Regions from separate parts of the Mus musculus genome. Here regions 2 and 3 are each linked to region 1. Evidence: chromatin contacts called from public Hi-C and HiChIP or PLAC-seq data. All regions are on one chromosome and are shown on one strand. The core of a region is the stretch at or near the end of the contact, and the rest is flanking DNA. Distances in the headings are between cores, read along the strand shown. Region 1 has its middle 32 kb from the start of S1pr1. Region 2 holds the start of A930005H10Rik (RIKEN cDNA A930005H10 gene). Region 3 has its middle 72 kb from the start of A930005H10Rik.

What was found. Hi-C and Micro-C count contacts between places; a contact is called where the count stands out from the background. HiChIP or PLAC-seq counts read pairs in DNA pulled down with a chosen protein or histone mark.
Region 2: a contact with region 1 is called in an H3K4me3 HiChIP or PLAC-seq map of the SCID.adh cell line, with 26 read pairs. The contact joins the promoter of A930005H10Rik here to the enhancer-like site in region 1. A contact is called at or near these places in 8 of 39 promoter capture datasets (the C10 cell line, the HPC-7 cell line, cranial neural crest and 5 more), 3 of 15 datasets of contacts at CTCF or cohesin (CD8 T cells, the NIH/3T3 cell line and large pre-B cells), 7 of 484 Hi-C or Micro-C datasets (B cells, CD8 T cells, DN3 thymocytes and 4 more), 38 of 115 datasets of contacts at active chromatin or transcription factors (the 230-238 cell line, CD8 T cells, the SCID.adh cell line and 24 more) and 6 of 9 other capture datasets (adipose tissue, bone marrow-derived macrophages, embryonic stem cells and 3 more).
Region 3: a contact with region 1 is called in a Hi-C map of effector CD8 T cells, with 2.6 times the contacts expected there. The contact joins two enhancer-like sites. A contact is called at or near these places in 11 of 484 Hi-C or Micro-C datasets (CD4 T cells, CD8 T cells, LSK cells and 5 more) and 11 of 115 datasets of contacts at active chromatin or transcription factors (CD4 single positive thymocytes, CD8 T cells, the HPC-7 cell line and 6 more).

Annotation. Positions count from the first base shown.
Region 1 is chr3:115,681,482-115,684,193 of GRCm38.p6, forward strand. No RefSeq gene overlaps it. Among named protein-coding and RNA genes, the nearest start is that of S1pr1, 32 kb to the right of the region's middle. Within about 2 kb of position 1,335, at least 115 of the 459 cell types and tissues checked have an H3K27ac peak or open chromatin away from gene starts, as enhancers often do. A contact at or near this core is called in the 230-238 cell line, B cells, CD4 single positive thymocytes and 19 more, where this site is marked.
Region 2 is chr3:115,886,803-115,889,514 of GRCm38.p6, forward strand. It overlaps A930005H10Rik (RIKEN cDNA A930005H10 gene), which reads right to left and starts at 1,328. Exons shown (of 2, transcript NR_015487.1): 1 at 962-1,328. It overlaps Dph5 (diphthamide biosynthesis 5), which reads left to right and starts at 1,381. Exons shown (of 8, transcript NM_027193.2): 1 at 1,381-1,475; 2 at 1,638-1,795. The coding sequence starts at 1,661.
Region 3 is chr3:115,814,484-115,817,195 of GRCm38.p6, forward strand. No RefSeq gene overlaps it. Among named protein-coding and RNA genes, the nearest start is that of A930005H10Rik, 72 kb to the right of the region's middle. Within about 2 kb of position 1,393, at least 145 of the 459 cell types and tissues checked have an H3K27ac peak or open chromatin away from gene starts, as enhancers often do. A contact at or near this core is called in CD4 single positive thymocytes, CD8 T cells, the HPC-7 cell line and 5 more, where this site is marked.

The sequences.
Region 1 (2,712 bases), core at 85-2,584:
GAGCCTATGGGTCTCATTTGGCTAGTCATTGAATGTAAGCATCCCTGAAAGGGCTGTCTGAGTACACTAACCCAGGATCCTGGAAGCCATGATCATTAGTTCTTTGTTCCTGAAGTGGTATCTGGATGTTGTTACTGTGTCAAGCACTGTAATGTCCCTGGAGAAAATGTCTAGAAGGGAGAAAGAAGCAAGACTGGGCAGAGGGAGAAGGTGGATTATGGTGGTGGTATCACAGAGATGCCAGCCAGTCCTACATGGATCTTTGGCACCAGCATGGCCTCTCAGAATTGTCCTGAACTATCAAATCCTGAGTCTTCTTTCTACCAGCATTAGATGCAGGCTGCTCTTGGTGAAGAAATGTGATATAGGAGGAGAATGGGCTGGGGTTGATGGTACCTTCCCAATATCCCAGCTCTCAGGCTGAGGTGGAAGCATTGCGAGTTTGAGGTTGATCTTGGCTACCTAGTGATGACCTGTCTTTCAGAAAACAAAAGCTGGGGATGTCACTCAGTGTCAGAGTGTTTGCCTAGCATGTGAGAGGCCCTAGGTTCCATTCTCAGTACTAGAAACAAAATAAAACAAAACAAAAACAAACAAACAACAAAAAAAGCAAGCTAACGAAATGGGAAAAGAGAAAAGAAATGAAGTGGGAGAGGGAGATAGGGAGGAAAAGGGAAGAGAAGAGGCGAAAGAGAGGGTAGGAAAAGAAGGAAAGAAGAAGCAGGAAGGAGAGGAAGGAAAGGAAAGGAAAGGAAAGGAAAGGAAAGGAAAGGAAAGGAAAGGAAAGGAAAGGAAAGGAAAGGAAAGGAAAGGAAAGGAAAGGAAAGGAAGGAAAAGAAGAAAAGAGAGGGAAGAAAGGAAGAGTCGCTGTAAGCTGCGAATGATGAACCCCTCCAGCAGTTGGGAGATGCACACCTCATACTGAAAAGAACGTCTGGGTGATATGCGGGGTCACCACCAGGAGCATTCAGCTCATAGATGGTAATTCAAAGCATGGATATGAATGTGATTACTAAGAAGAAAATGCAGACAGTAGGGAAAAGAGGAAGTAGGGTGCCAGGGGGTGCATGCTTGTAGTCTCAGTTAGTTGAGAGCCTGCGACTCTCATGTGAGCCTAAGAGTTTGAGGCCAGACTGAGGGCCAAAAAAGGTCCCACTTCAGAAGAGAAGTGGTGCCTAGAGTTTAGAAGAGTTTAGAAGAGAAGTGGTGCCTAGAGTTTAGTAAGCGGCTGTTTGTAGCATTGCAGATCTATTTCCACCCCAAACCATCAGGGCACCAACCCGGTTCTCATCTCGTCTCATACACAGGAAGAGACAAGGTGGGGCTCTGCCAAGCTGACAACCACCGCTTGGCACAGTTGTTGTGGCTCCTCGCTGTCTTTTTCTTCCATTGACAGTCACGTGTGTCAGCCTTCAAACTGGTAAACAGGGGATGGGGCAAAAGGTCAAAGGGGGTCAGATCTCGATCTGAGCGCACTGGTGTGCGTGATCAGCTGTGTTTCCTCATTATAATCAGGAAATCCTGTCTCCCTTCAGTGGAGGCACATCTGGAGAGTCAGCAAGGGTGGGGAAGGGCAGGGGGGGAGGGAGGAAAAGGGGAAGAGGGTGGGGTCAGGTAGCAAGGAAGGGAGAGGCTCATCTCTCCTTTCTGGGCTCAAAATAAGCCTTCATTTCTTTAGTTCTTATACATGTACCTCTGCTCTCTGCTACACTTCTTTCCCCATTAGCCTCTGCTGTCTTTATAATTTCATTACTAGCTAAAGGGAATTTCACTGCATTTAAAGAGGAGGTAAGTGTACATGCTGAGCTGTAGGAGGCTGTCTCAAAAAAAAACGTTAAAAACTTAAAGTAATACTTTAAAGTATGAATACGTTTGTGTGCATGTCTGTATAATGTACATGTGCATTCAGATATGGTGGTGCACTGTTACAATCTCAGCAATTGAGAGGCCGAAGGAGGGAGATCATGAGTTGCAGACCAGCTTAGGCAACATGGGAAGAACCTGTCTCAAAGAAAGGGATGTGACTCAGTTGATATTCTACTTGCCTGACCTGTTTTATGCCTTGAGTCCAGTTCCGAATAGTTTATAAACCAGCAAGGTAAAAGCAGGGAGATCAGAAGTTCAAGGCTATCCTCAACTACATAGGCTATTTGGGGTTAGCCTGAAATACAAGAAACTGGCTTAAGAGAAACAGACATACAGTAACAACTACCCTAACTTTTAAATGGCCAACTTTTGCAAAGAGTTTATTGCATGTCGTTTATAATGTGAGCTCTGGTGTTGAAAATAAAGATTGAGTTGTTAATTTTAGATTTATTTATTTATTTATTTATTATATGTAACTACACTGTAGTTATCTTCAGACACACACTAGAAAAGTGCATCAAATCCCATTATAGATGCTTGTGAGCCACCATGTGGTTGCTGGGATTTGAACTCAGGACCACTGGAAGAACAGTCAGTTCTCTTAACTACTGAGCCATCTCTCTAGCCCCGAGTTGTTAATTTTAAATTGTAGCAGTAATTGGGTTTTTATTGCCTCTACCTCCAGAGTGCTAAGAATTAGGTGTTTGACAACCAAGCCTAGCTTATGTGGAGGTAAGAATTGAATTCAGAATTTTGTAGATACCAGGTGTGATGGTTTGTATATTCTTGGACCAGGGAGTGGCACCATTTGGAGGTGTGGCCTTGTTCGAATAGGTGTGTCCTGGT
Region 2 (2,712 bases), core at 78-2,577, 210 kb after region 1:
CCTGTGGTGGTCAGGGGAGACCTCTGTGGAGTTGTTTTTCTTCCACCTTTAACTGGGTTCCAGGATTAAACTCAGGTTGTCAGACTTGCGTGACAAGTTCCTTTACCAGCATCTTGATAGCCTTCCTTTGGTTTGTTTGCTCTGTTGACAAGTCTTTTGTCAAATTTCTGGTTTGCAAACATTTTCTCTCAGTGTACGACTTCAGTCTTTTGAAGGGAGTTTTTATTATTAAAGTATGACTTTTTTTCCTCTCTCTTTGCAACATGCCTTTTATAGCATACCTGAGAAATCTCTCCCTGGATAGGTCAGATTTTCTTTTCTTTTCTTTTTTTTTTTTCTTCTGTTATAATTTTAGGTCTTTCCATTTACACCATGATCTATTTTGAGGTGTATGTATTTTAATATGGTGCAAAGAATAAATCAATTTAGTGGGAACAGGGAGAATCAGGTCTTCGTGCACCCTTGGAGGAAAAGGCTAGACTTAAGAAAAATCTGAAAGGCCATTACATTGTGCCAAGAGAAGCAATGAACTGTCTTCCCAACTTGGATAAAGTTACCAGTGAATTTAGGAAGAGCATCTGCAGTGTAAACTTTTCGCTTACTGGAGCTGCGTGTAACCAATCTTTAAGAATCTCTGCAACAACCGCTGAGAGGTTTAAAGCACTTTCCTTTTTGTTATGCGCTTCCCGCCATAGAACTACTTTCTTTTTTAAAATTATCCTTTGGTTAGCATACTAAGTAATGGGCTTCATTATGGCATTTTTCATCCGTATATGTCATCACATTCGTATTTAGTCATCCCTTGAGCACTCTTAAAAGGTCACTCTCCACCGAGGGTGACTAAGGCAGATTCCCTTGAGGCATTCTGGTATCAGATCCCAGGGACAAACCCCTAGAAGGAGTCACAGCCCCCCCCCCCCCCCTGGGAACTTAACAACCACACTCAGCAGGGCAAGCCAACCTGTCCCCTCACCAGGGTGACTTCTGGTTAAATTGCGACAGATCTACAGAGCGGGAATTCAAAGCTGAGCAAACGCGGGGTCGGTCAGGGAAGTCCCTCCGGTTGTTCCTGCCAGTGTGCGTCTGGAGGGCGATTGGGAGCTATCGTCATCAGCCCGGACGCCCTTTGGGGATGTTTGAGTCCTGGCTTGCCGGGAGCGTGGGCACGCTGGGTCCTTTCCAGGCGCACAGCTGGACCCATTCCTGACCCTTGACCTCTGCCCGGGAGTCAGCGAGTCCTGGAGGGCCTTGCGGGGGGTATGCGATCGCTCTATAGCTCGTTCCTGGAGCGGTCTGTCATCTCCGCCTCCTGCCAGTCGTAAAGTGCTGTGAAGGGCTCTGCGCTTTACGGCGCCGTTAGGTGAGACCCGGAAGCTCTGTCTCTGATGGGCACATGGTTTGGGGACTGCAATTATTAAAAGGCTGCAGTGAGACTTTGAGGGACGTCAGCGAATCACCTCCGAGTCTCTAAGCGGGTAATCGGATCACACTTTTAAAAACAGTCATTCCATTATTTTCTAAGAGTATGCAGGAGTGTCGGACGCACGCAGGGTGCCACCTTGGTTTTTATGTTCATCCCTAGACTTTAGGTCCCCGGTGTTAGCTGACGTTTTTCTGTTGTTCACTTCGCTCTGCAGTCTCCCCATCCCTGGAGTTCGGAATGCTTTACTTGATCGGCTTGGGCCTGGGAGATGCCAAGGACATCACAGTCAAGGGCCTGGAAGTTGTGAGACGATGCAGTCGCGTGTATCTGGAAGCCTACACCTCAGTCCTGACTGTAGGGAAGGAAGCCCTGGTACGTGATTAAAGTCCCCAGGCCTCTGGGGAAGACATCTAGCTAGCGTCCGATTCTCCTACCCTAGACTGCACAGACTCTAAGCGTCTGCTTTTTTTTTTTTTTTTTAAGCCCCTGTAAAACACACACCCTGTCCATTAAGATCTACTTCATACTCAGTGACTTGGGAAATGAAACGGTAGTTTGTCCTACTTTACAAGTCTAATTTTGTGCCTTTCTCCAGTAAATAAAAAAAAAAAAGTTATTTTACACTCTTGGGGATAGTTATCAAATCCGTTATTTCATGAGCTAGCCAGACATCCTTTCCGAGTTGAGTGCTAATGAGGTGCTGACACAGGCTTAATGAGTTGCTTATACATTCAGCAAGCGATCTGAAAGCTTCCGTCTTTGAAGTAGTTCCATAGGGAACAGCGATCTCATTTTTTTTTGTCTGCAACATAGCCAAAGAGACCTTACATGTACTCTCCCAGGAAGGCTGTCATTCCCACATGTACATATAGAGTGACTAAGTAACCAGAGGATGTATTAGTGCATTATATACCTTAAACAGGGTAAATATGTAAATAATAGTTACAACAAGAAGGGTCAGTTTCTGCTTGATTGTCAAACTTAAAGTGAACCCTATATTGAGATAAGATGCTGATGTGTTGTTAGAGGAGGAGAGGAAGGTTTTTTTGTTTTGTTTTGTTTTTTTAAATTGTCAAGTCTTCCATATAAAAGTGTGGGCCAGAGAACTTCCGGTCATATCTCTCAGATTCACAACTCAGAATTTTGAAGGTTTCAGGGTTATGTTAAAAATCTTGAATCCTAAATAGGCTTCTTCTTAAGTTGGTCATGAATTAGAAAAAAAAAAAAAAAAGTAGTGTTTAATGGTCAGTTTGACTTGCTGGCCACACTTGTCGGTGTTTATACTTACT
Region 3 (2,712 bases), core at 143-2,642, 130 kb after region 1:
AAAATGCAAGTTATTGAACATTTAATATATTTCCAATAATGGATTATATAAATATAGTCCAATTTCTTAGATGTATTTATTTTTATGTGTATGACTGTTTTGCCTGCATGTATGTATGTATGTATGTATGTATGTATGTATGTGTACCGCATAGTGCCCGAGGAAGTCAGAAGAAGGCATCAGATTCCTTGGAGTTAGGGGAATTGAACCCAGATCCTATGCCAGGCCCTGTGATGGCTCTAACAAGCTGAGCCATCTGTTTGTCTCTGATTACCTACTTTTTGTAACAAAATATGCATGTACGTGCATATTTAAATGACATAAGTCTAAGAAGCAGGAAATCTATAGAATGTAGAGAAGAGGGTAGAGCAGAATATGGTATTGGATTTAACATGAAATGCACATATGTATACACACACACACACACACACACACACACACACACACGCGTGCGCACACACTCACGCACACATGCACAGACACGAACATGTATGCGATGAGGAGGCAGCTAATCTTCTACACAATAGTCCACTGTAGTCCTCATAGTGTTACATGGGCATTTGGCATTTTGTGTTTCTAAGAGTTTTATTTTCTTTTTTAAGCTAAAAAAATAAATGATTGTCATGTGAGAGTAGACAGAGAACACATGGAGGCCAAACCAGGGACCTGAGCACTGCTCAGATCACAAAGAACATTTCATTTCCATCAGGAAGCCGAGAGAGGGACCTGTGTGCTGGCAGCTAAAAGCCCATTGGTGTTGAAGACTTCAGAACTCACAAATGACCAGGATGTGTCCTAACACTGTTGAGAGGCGGGCAAGCTTTGACTAAGCAGTTTCTTGAGTGCAAGGTCAGACTCTGAAATGAGGACGCCAAGAAGTGCTTCAGGCAGAGGACACTGGAGCACACTGTAATCTAAAGCTGGAGAGCCAGCACACTGATAAAAGCTGAGAACTCTGAGCGGAGAGAGTGTGACTGCTGCTTTGTCAAATACTTTTACATTTCTTTTTAAGAGAAACTAACACTGCATATCTAGACTTTTAAGTTTGATTGTAACTTACATACTTGTGTGCACTTTTTTACACTTGCTCACAGAATCATAGTCAAGGGCTTTTGGGAGTGATTTTTAATTCCAAACTTTGGCATTTTGAGACAATAACAGGAACCGGAAAGCAGTGGCTGGGCAGGCTGTCTGAGGTGTGACGCACATTACGGGGCCAACAGCTGTAGTGGGTGTTGCCTTGGGTCTTATAAAATGCAATCTTCTAATGCTGGATCAAACAACCTTGATAGTTCAAAGTGGCAGTAAACCACAACTAAATCCGTTAGCAGTAACACAACCCCGCCCGAAGGTGTGTGCCAGCACACTAGGAGAGAGCACCGTGGTGGTTTGTGCACACATCTCTTCACTATAGGAGCTAAACTGTCTCTCTACAAGTCCTCCAAACATGTACAAAATAAAGCTGTGGTTTTTCAACGTCTGTTTAGTTATTACTACGTGAATAATACAAGATAAACTTTCATCCTTTGTTTCCTTCCTCACCGTCAGTCAGAGACTGGCAACCTTCCCACGTGAGTAGGAAACACATGTTTAAGTGACCTCAGCCTAAAGCAGGAAGAGCCCAGCAAGTGCAGAGGAGGAGATGCGGGGACAAGGAAAGCTGAAATGCTTTCCACATCTAAGAGGACATGATTTTGACTCGATTTAAATTGTCATTTGGGACTGTATGTGGTGATGGTAGAAGGTGGTATACTTAATATAAATCAACCTTACTCACTGTTTTGTATACCAGAATAAGTTGCTGTCATGGCTCTCTTGTTGTCTACTAAACTGTATGACAATGTCTTTTGGCTTATCAGGGTGGCTCATGCCTTTAACCCAGCACTGGAGAGGCAGAAACAAGTGAGTTAGAGGCTACTCCAGGCTACATACTGAAACACTGTCTCAAATGATTTCTTTAAAGTCTTCTGCTAGTAATAACTGCCCAAATTTCCTGTCTGTTATGAAATATAATGCGGCAGCGATGAAGTAAGATGGTACCTGGTGGGCCCATGCCAAGGTGTCCCCCTGAGAATCATGCCATGTGACAGACCTAGTATAAAGGAAGTTTATTGTGGGGGAAGGGAAGAGAACAGGGACCTGGAGAAGGGGTAGAGGCAGAGAAAGGGGAGGGGAGTCAGATAAGGAGTGGCCAGCTGGGAACATGTGGGAGGGGAGAAAGGAGAAAGAGATATGTGTGTGTGTGTATGAGAGAGAGAGAGAGAGAGAGAGAGAGAGAGAGAGAGAGAGAGAGAGGGAGGGAGGTTAGTGTAGCAAGCACAATCCTTTATATGCTTTCTTTCAGCAGAGCAGGTAGTAATGGTAGAGGTGATGATGACTCAAGCTGTTGCTAGGTCGCTGTTGGGAGTAGTCTAGTGGAAGGGTCTGTAAGCCAACACTGCCGAGTATATTTGATAAGTATATGGATGAGATACTGAACATGTAATGAGATAAAGAAAAAGGTTTGGGAAGCATAAGATAGAGAAGGTTGTGGAGAGCCCTCGGTAAGATTTTTTGGGCATTAGATGTCACTTCTAAGACTGTAAATTTCTCCAGACATCCCTGTGCTTATGTGTGTTTCCACTGGCACACTTATCTTACTGCAGTTGTCTTTAATGGGACGATTTCTTTTTCTCACATTACGAGTGTTGTGAAAAACACAGACAAGATCTT